Regions from separate parts of the Ovis aries genome. Here region 2 is linked to region 1. A link is a contact called in public Hi-C data. All regions are on one chromosome and are shown on one strand. Each heading gives the region's core, a stretch centred on a gene start, on an enhancer-like site or on the middle of the called end of the contact. The rest is flanking DNA. Distances are from core to core; before and after follow the strand shown. Region 1 holds the start of ZNF644 (zinc finger protein 644). Region 2 has its middle 100 kb from the start of ZNF644.

Region 1 (4,648 bases), core at 1,855-4,354:
TACCAATACTTCCTTGGCTTCTGTGATGCTACACCCTTGCCTAAATCTCATATCCCTTTATCCCTTCATTTCTTATTTTCTTGGACTGCTCTACTCATTCTTTAAATATTTTTTTAATCTGCATTTCCGTAGCCCACTGTTTTCTTCCTCTACATATGTTCTGTGAACAAGTCCACATACTTTTCTGGTTCACTTCTGATATGCTAGTGAGTTAGAGTAGTAAACATGTTCCCAAATATTAGATATAATTTTTACTAAATATGTGTATACTAAATCTATTTTGTATCATTTTATGAAGTTTTGTTTTAATGATTTTGAAATCTTTATTATCTATTTCCTCATCTCCCCCATTATGTGATAAATTGAAAGTTTATCCTATCTTTTTTCTAGTTCTTTTATTGGACTATAAAAGCTCTTAATCTACTTAACTCTTATTTATTGAGTATATGCAAGGAACTGTCTTATTCCTCTCTTGCTGACAGCACCTAGTACAGTGCCTTGCATGGTGCAGGCAATTGGTGAATGTTGACTGAATTGAATAAAATTATTTATTGCATGGGCTTCCTTCGTGGCTCAGACGGTAAAGAATCTGCTGGCAATGAGGAAGACCTGGGTTCGATCCCTGGGTTTGCAAAAATACCCTGGAGAAGGACATGGCAACCCACTCCAGTACTCTTGCTTGGAGAATCCGCATGAATTACTGGCGAGCTACAGTCCATGAGGGTCACAAAGAGTCGGACACAACTGAGCAGCTAAGTATGCACACACATTTATTGCATACTTGCTATGTAAAATCTCTTTGCTGGGGCTAGTGTGAGACAAAAATAAATAGATGGCTTGATCTCTGTTTACTCTCTTCATCTCTCTCTATGTCAAACATCCTCCTACTTCCACCCCAATTAGCAAATGTTTCCTAACATTTGCAGTTCCAGAAATGAGACTGCCTCACAATTTTGGTACTAAGAGGTAGGTTCTCTTAGAGTGAGGCCCTAAGATAAATCCAAACTTTGACTTGATTTTATTACTAGGATACTTTTTTTTATATTAAAGTAAGTTGGTTTACAATGTTGTGTTAATTTCTGCTATAAATAGTAGACTAATTGATGTTTCATTCTTTTTTCTTTCTGCCTACATTTCAGAAGTATTGGAATGTGGAGAATTAACTGTTTTTATCTACCATGAAACTGCATTTTCTTTTTGCTTAGGTCATTTGAGACCATATGTATCTTTACTTTGTATCTTTTATTGGGTAATTCCATTCACTGGAATAATACATTCATATATTGTGCTGATACTGTCAGGTTTTAACACTAATTACCAAGAGCCAATTTTGCTTTTCCTTTCTTCCTTGTTTTCAAGGATTCTGCACCAGGTGTATTCATCTGTGCTTTGTGAATTTTCTCCCGAGATGTTTTCCACATCTTGATTTCATTCTCGACTGCAATTTTTTAAAATGTCTTTAAATATTTTGGCTTAGAGCCACATAACTGATCCTTGGATTTTGCGACTTGCAATTTTCTTTTCTTTTTTGCAATACCTTATTCAAAATGTTTGCCCTTTTCAAGGTTTCTCTAATAGAAAGTTTTTTGACATCTATTTTGTTTATTAAGAATTTCATCAACCATTACTACTTTTACTATTACAATTATTATTATTACTTATGCTACTAATATTATTTCTATAGTATTACAGTTTAGTTGCTTAATTCTAGTATAAACAAAAAGTTTCATTAGTGAGACAAGTTTCTGATCATGGTTGAGTTCTAAGTGACTCTATTTGCTGGTAGTGTGATCTGATGCCCATCAGTCAGTCAGGGGTGTACATTCACAACAGAGTTTTATTGTTGTTGTTGGTAACTGCTTTGGTAGTGATAAATGTCATAAGAATTTCCATAGTACATTATAATTTTATTTATTGTAAGTCCAATAGTAAACTGAGAATGGCCAATTTTAATGGATTCTGCAAATAAAATAACTCACAAGGCAACTCCCCCAAATTGGTCAAAAATACACATTTCATTGCTTACCTATTTGTGTAAATGAAGAATAAAAATTTGTATTTTGAAAGAGTCCAGTCCAAGACTGTGTGACGCTGAGAAAATTACCTAACATCTCTTTGCTTCATTAGGTTTTAATGAAATTAAATGAGTTAGAACAATGCTTGGTCAACAGTAAGCACTCCAAAGTATTAGCTATTATTATTAACTAATTCAGCAAGTATAAATACCTGTTATTTGGAATGTTTGCTGATAATGATGATGAAGTCACCATCCTATAGGAAAGAGCATGTTTCTCATTCTCGTCAAATATTTGCAATTACAGTGTATTCCTCTGAATGCCAGTAACATCTAATGAAAGCTTTTCTTTCTTTTTTTTTTTTTTTTCAAGTGAGAACCCAGAGATTCGGAACAGCCAAAGAACTTAGTAAGGCAGGACTAGTAGATTCCTCAGGGACTTTTGATTCGTGTCAAACATGTTAGCAACTTTTTGTTGGCTCAGTTTAAAAGCAGAGACTAACTCCTCATCAGTGTTTCTCAAAGTGTGGTTTATGAGGCTGTCCTCAAACTCTTGAGGTGGCTACTTGTTTAAAGCTTTTTAGAACTCCCTAGGCTACTAATTGTTTGAAGGGTAACCAGTGTATCAGGTGTTTCTTATGTAACTTTAATTTGGAGACTCACAGCACGTTCAGTAATGCAGGGAGAAAGGATCCTCACAGAATCAAATTGGACCAAAGCCAGGGCACCTTTTAGGGCAGGCCTTCCTACCCTAACTGTGATGCTACGTTTGATGGTCTGCTTGTTCATCAAGCATCTCCCAACAATTGGTCCCCTTAAGATCTAGAAAACTTCTGCCATGACTCTACGGTTGTGACCGGCAATCTTGGGATCTTTAGCTGTTTTCCTCAACAGGAGGAAGAGAAAAGGAATTGTGCCACTCTCGTGATCGTGGAACTCAAACATGGGTCTGTTCCACCTTAAAGGGCCTAGGCTTGCCTAAGTGTTTGGGTCTTGCAGAGTTTGGGCACCACCATATTTGGAGCGTGCCTACTTTGGGGCGGGAACCTCCTTGAGAGTGATTAGGTCAGCGCTGGGGGAGGTGACCTTGTTGGGTTTCTGGCACCCGAGAACAGTAGTGCACTGTTTCTGCTGCCCGCGTTGGTGTAATTGGCCCAGACGCTCCACCAGCGCGAGGCCGCCCAGGAGCTCCTCGCTGGCCGCCCCCGCGGCCCGTAGGTCGGTAAGAGGCGGGAAAGCAGCGCGCCTGCGCCGTGGGAACCGGGGCCCCAGGCGAAAAGCGGGGAGCGGAGGGGGGCCGTTGGAGCCGAGTAGCGTACAGAGCGGCGTGTGACGCGGGGACGCCGCGCGCTCCCAACGTCGCCCCGGTTTGACGCACACGGCACCAAACTGTGAGTTTCAGGGGTTATTTGGTCGGAATCGCCCGGACCCGTGTGGGTTTGGGGCCTCTGGGCTGTGGCGGCGCGGGACTGGGGGTGGCGGAAGAACTTGGGGGACCCGGCCTTCGGCGCTCGGGCCCGGGGAGCTACGCCCTAGGCTGGGTCCCAACCATCCAAAAGGACGCATTTTGCCGCACAGGCTAAGATGGCGGCGGCGGCCGAGGAGGCGGAGTTGGTGCTACACAAGGAGCCCGGGCCCCGGGTTCGGGGAGGCGGCGGCCGCGGGGGGCGGCGGAACCTGAGGTGAGCGGCGGTCGCCGCCGCGGGGCGGGACTCGGTGGAGGTGGGGAGGGGGCACTTTACCACGGCGGCGTCGGAGGATCCGGTAGCGGACACAAAGGGGTTGAGCTGGGCACTAGACTTGGGGGTTTTGTTTAGTCACATGAAGCCGAGCAGCCAGTGAGCAGTAGGGGGAAGGGGGCCGAGATCAGGCGGCTTGGGGAGCCTGGCGGTCGCCATTGCAATGCACTGAGTAACGGGGCGGTCCGAGAGCAGTCACCAACCCCCTCTCCTCGGGGCTGCCCCGTCTCGGCCAGAAGCGTAGGCTCTGGCGTTAACTGTACACACCCCTCCCCTAACGTGGGACCAGGACCGCATAGCCCTCCCCTCCCCGTGTTCTGCAAGATCTTATGCCGCTAGGTGCCTGGGAAGTAACAGCAAGAGGTAAATCGCTCAAAGTGGGTTGCCAGGGGCTTGGTGGGTGTCCAGCTAAAGCTTTTTGCTTCTCCAGGTCTGATTCCCTGGCCTTTGTGTCCCTGGGAGCTTAATCTCTGCCAGAGGAAAGCAGGTGTGCTCCACTTCTCCCGTGAACCTGAAGATGAGTTGTCCCAGACCCTTCTCAGTGATTGGAAACTTAGGTGGTGGAACTAACGGTTTCTTGTTACGAGACTTCCACAGACGACTCTCGTGTTGGGATCCATCCATGGTTTAGCAACATTAGTGGAAAACTTTTCTTGAACTGTTTAAGTAACATTGATACAAATTTAGTTGTTACAGAACTTTCATGTCTAGAGTTAAGATTTTGTGTGGTCCTTGAGAAGTACTCAACGAGAGAAACACAGTTGAGGTCCATGATGGTCCTGTTTCTTATACAAGTTAATAATATCGTCGGCAGAAATAACCAAAACACCATCATCTATTCTGGCCAGTCCTAACTAATGCCAGGCTTGTTGCATCCGGATGATAGATTAGATTT
Region 2 (4,762 bases), core at 839-3,338, 110 kb before region 1:
CCAGGGGAGGGAGGGAGGCAGCTGAGGGCAGGTCATGCAAGCACAGGCCTGCTCTCCAGCATCTTCCATCCGAGACCCTTCAACACACCAGGCAGTGGCCAGACTGGCACCTGACCCCATATTACCTGTCAGTGCGGGAACCCACTGCTCATTCACTACATCTTCAAACCAGCTCCTACGATAGAATTTTGGGCATCAGAGCACCACCAGTTTCCCTCCCTTCGTTTAGAACTGCGGCCTGGTTTCTGGGGTGACTTTGCAGCCACAAAAGCTAGAGGAAATAAGAGCACTTTCCCTTTAAGTCCTTTTGACAAACTCCTTTCTCACCATTCACCTCAAAACTCAGGTCAACTGTGTTTCATTAGGAGCATCTTGATAGTGAAAAAGAACTCAAGACAGGCAATAAACAGAAAGGTAAGTCAGGTGATATACGGTTTTGAAATAAAACAAGTTTGCATAGTAACTGGTTCCAGACTGCCTTACAGTCTTGCTTGGCAGGTAGAAATTTATTCCTGATAGCAAACCAGATGTCACACTTGCTTTTCTAAGACATTTGCTTTTATCTCCAGCAGTTCCTGATGGAATAGATACAAAGGAAAGACTAGAGCCTTCTTTAAGCATCCTGACACCGGAGAGGATCAGATCATCTAAGAGTCTCCAATCTAGGTCTTAACAGCTTTCAAAAATCAAACACGTTAAAACAAAACAAAACAAAAGCACTGAGAGGCAATTGAGTATTTTGCCAGCCTCTGTGTAAGGAGAGATAAGGGCAAGAACCACCTACAGTAAGAGATGTGCGGTTTAGCTCTTCTAGAAGAAAATAAGGCCTCCAGAAAAATTACTGGATTTGGAGAGAAAAGGCGGAGTCATTTGACAACACTTCATTGTAACAGTGAACCTGGAAACTCCTCTGAGACCTCTTTTAGCCAGGAGTGGCAACCTCCTCCCACCGCCCCAGAGGGATGGCAACATCCTGCCCTTGCCTTTTCTGTAGCTCTCTTTCATTCTCTTCCCTTGATGGCTCAGACAGAAAAGACTCTGCCCGCGATCCAGGAGACCTGGGTTCAGTCCCTGGGTCGGGAAGAATCCCTAGAGAAGGGAATGGCTACTCACTCCAGTATTCTTGCCTGAAGAATTCCACGGACAGAGAAGCCTCATGGGTTACAGTCCTTGGGATTGGACATGACTGAGCAACTAACACTTTCACTTTTTTCACTTCTCTCCAGTGCAGTCTTGGTTGGACTTTCTGGATTAGCAAATGCCAAGTGCTCAGGCTCCTGGCCAGTCATACAAACTCTTTGCAGACTGGTGCAGGCAGGGCAGCACAGCGCCCAGCCCCTCAGCAGTGCCAACACACGGACCTTCCCTCCACACCTCTGTCGTTAACAGAAACCAGCTCCCAACTCCTGGTCCCAGAGCCTCTTAGCTCAAGATCTCCAGAGAGACTGCCCATCCTGCTCTGTCAGCTCAGGGCAGACAGGAGCATCTCCTCTGACCGTGCTGTCTGGTCTCACTCTGAAGTCAGGGGGTGCACAGTGGAGTGGCTGTGGGCTGGCCAGACCCTCTGCCAGGAAGCTGACACTAAACCTGACTTTTTAAAATTGTGTTTATTTCTTTTCAATTGATTATTTTACAGTATTGGTTTTATTTCTGTCATACATCAGTATGAATTAGCCAAAGACATACATATGTCCACTCCCTCTTGAAACTCCCTCCCACTTCCCGCCTTTCCCCACCCCTCTAGGTTGTTACAGAGCTCTGGGATGAGCTCCCTGCCTGCCTCAGTTCTGATCAGTTCTGTGGGGGAAGCTCTGCGGAGAGTGACTCCCAGAAGAGAGGCGGTACTTACGGGGGATGGGAACCTGAGCGGTGAATTCAGGGCTGCGGTTGGGATGGGGTTGTATTCGTTTTTGATTGCTGTGTAACGAATTACCACAAGCAGAGGGGCTGAAAACAGTACAAATGTGTGATCTGTGGGTAGGAAGTCTGACAACAGGTCTCACTGGGCTAAGTCGAGGTGTCGGCGGGGCTGAGGTCTTTCTGCGGGAGAATCTGTCTCCTTGCCTTTTCCAGCCTCTGGGGCCGCCGCCATTTCCGGCCTTGTGGCCCCTCCTCCACCGTCATCGCCGGCTGTGTTGCTTGCTCTTAGCACCCTTCTGTCGTCACAACTTTCTTTCCTGACCACAGAAGGGAAGGTTCTCCACTTCTGAGGACTCATTGGGCTCGTCTGGATCATTCGGGTTCATCTCTCCATCTCATCGTCCTTAACTTGAGTCCTATCTGCAAAGTACCTTATTGTGGGTTGAATTGTGTCTCCCAGATTCAAAGGTGGAAGTCTTCAACCCCAGACTGTGAACTTATTTGAAAATTGAGTCGTAATGTAATCAGTGAAGATTTTGTCCTGAAGGGCAAGCCTTAATACAATATGATTGATTTCCTTATTGAAAGGGGAAATTTGGACCCAGACACGGACACACATAAAGGCAAGATGATGCGAAGAAACACAAGGAGAGGAAACACAAGTCCAGGAGAGAGGCCTGGAACAGGCAGAGGCTTTCCTCGCAGCCCTCAGAAGGACCCATCTTGATTTTGAACCTGTAGCCTCCAGAACTGTGAGAAACTAAATTTCTGTGGTTTAAGCCACCCAGTTTGTGGTACTTTGTTACAGCAGCCCCAGCAAACCAATAGACCCCTTCTGCCATGCAAGATAACATATTCCCAGGCCCTAGGGATTAGGACACGGACATCTCTGGGAGGTCATTATCCTGCTGACCAGAGGTCTCATCAGTGGATCCCAGTCAGTGTTATTCACTGGACTTTGTCTTGGGACTGTGCTCAGTGGCTCCTCTACCATAAATTAAATAACAGACTGGATCTCAGGCTTGTTGCTCAGAAACACCTCTGCAAGTGTGAGAGGAGACTCAGACAACTGGGCCTCGCATGGGAAGCCCATCCAGCTTCAGACACTGTACTTTTGGTGAGCTACATGCAAAGGTGCTGGCATTTGCTGCCATTTTTGAGAGGGAGACATTGTGTTTGCAGAATTCAGTGAATTGGACATTATTGGCTATTTTCTCAGAACAAATAAAAACAAATAGCAGCGATGTCAGCAAAATGGTGAGATAGGAGTTTTCTCTTGTATTTCCACCAAAGGGCAGCAGTTATGACAGTCACCCACAGAGGAGAGTGCCTTTGTCGCCATGCAGGAGTCCGGTGAAGAAGGTCCACACGGCACCAGAGGAAAAACAGATCCAACACCAGGCACACTGAAGAGGGTGAGAGGACGAGTTTGGCTGTATGGATTCACTCACATGAGGAATCTAAAAAAAAAGAGAGAAAGAAAAACCGGAACTCTAGAAACAGAGAGTAGAATGGTGGATACTGGGGGCCAGTGGGCTGGGGAGGATGGGAAGATGATGGCAATAGGGTACAAGTCTTCAGTGATGGGATGACTAAGCTCTGGGGAGCTAACGTACAGCATGGTGACTGTAGTTCAGAACACTGCGTCTGTACTTGGGAGTTGCTAAGAGAGTAAACCTTAAGTGTCCCCACACAAGAAAGGTGACTACGGGACGGATGTGTCAGTGAACCTAGTTATGGTGATCACGTCACAGATACGTCGAGTCATCATATTGTAGCTTTGAAAGTGAAAGTGAAGTCGCTCAGTTTTTTGGTTTCTTTTTGGACTCTTTGCGACTCCATGGACTGTTGCCTACCAGGCTCCTCTGTCCATGGGATTTTCCAGGCAAGAGTACCGGAGTTGATTGCCATTTCCTTATTGTAGCTTTAAATATATACAATTTTGTCAATTACACTCCAATATAGCTGAACAAAGGTTATAAAAATCTTAAAATTGCAGAATCCAAATAATTATGAAGATTCACTATCTTCTATATTTCATGTTTATGTAAAATATAGTTTTTAAAATGTGTAAACAAGGACTTCTCTGGCTGTCCAATGGTTAAGACCCTGTGCTTCCAACCCAAGGGTTGCAGGTTCAATCCCCAGTTGGAGAAGTAAGATCCTGTAGGCTGCTACAGTGTAGCCAGAAAAAAAATGTGTAAACATAAAAAAAGAAACCAACAAACTGCTATCCACTATGTTACCCTCACTGCGTGAGAGAGGATGCCTCCCCTGGATGACAATGAGTAAGCGTCCCTCTCGGCTCTTCAGAGCCGTCCCACCACCCACAGGTGGACCATGAAGAGGTCAGCAAGGACGCTTTGCCCTGCAGGTCTCTAGAGCTGCTTGTGGGTTTAGTTAGGCCAGATGCCAGAGGGTAGAAACTGACATAAAATAATAGTATGTGAGATATGAAAACAGCAGATTAACCAGAAGAGTAAATCTGTGGCTGAAAATACAACAATGGGCTCATGTTCACTGCAGAAAAAGTGTTCACCTTCTCCATTTCCCCTGCCATTACCTTCAGCACGTCCTTCTCCTCTTTGATTCGGACCTGCAATATTCCTAGGGCTTCTCAGGTGGCTCAGTGGTAAAGAATCCACCTGCCAATGCAGGAGAAACAGGAGACACGAGTTTGATCCCTGGGTCAGGAAGATCCCCTGGAGGAGGAAATGGCAACCCACTCCAGTATTCCTGCTTGGAAATCCCATGGACAGAGGAGTCTGGTCCGTGGGGTCGCAAGGAGTTGGACACAATTTAGCATGCAACAATATTCCTACTCGGTTCCCTGTTTTGGTCCCTGGCTGCTTTTCATCCTCTAGCTGATGCATTTAAAATCTGGAAAAAGAAAAGCAAAACG

The links. A called contact is a pair of places that touch in the nucleus more often than the background predicts.
Region 2: a Hi-C map of liver shows a contact between it and region 1, with 3 times the contacts expected there. The contact joins the enhancer-like site here to the promoter of ZNF644 in region 1. A contact is called at or near these places in 4 of 16 Hi-C or Micro-C datasets (hypothalamus, liver, omental adipose tissue and 1 more).

The regions. Positions count from the first base shown.
Region 1 is chr1:68,366,323-68,370,970 of ARS-UI_Ramb_v3.0, reverse strand. It overlaps ZNF644 (zinc finger protein 644), which reads left to right and starts at 3,104. Exons shown (of 7, transcript XM_060411565.1): 1 at 3,104-3,236.
Region 2 is chr1:68,470,472-68,475,233 of ARS-UI_Ramb_v3.0, reverse strand. No RefSeq gene overlaps it. Among named protein-coding and RNA genes, the nearest start is that of ZNF644, 100 kb to the right of the region's middle. Within about 2 kb of position 2,088, at least 4 of the 54 cell types and tissues checked have an H3K27ac peak or open chromatin away from gene starts, as enhancers often do. A contact at or near this core is called in liver, where this site is marked.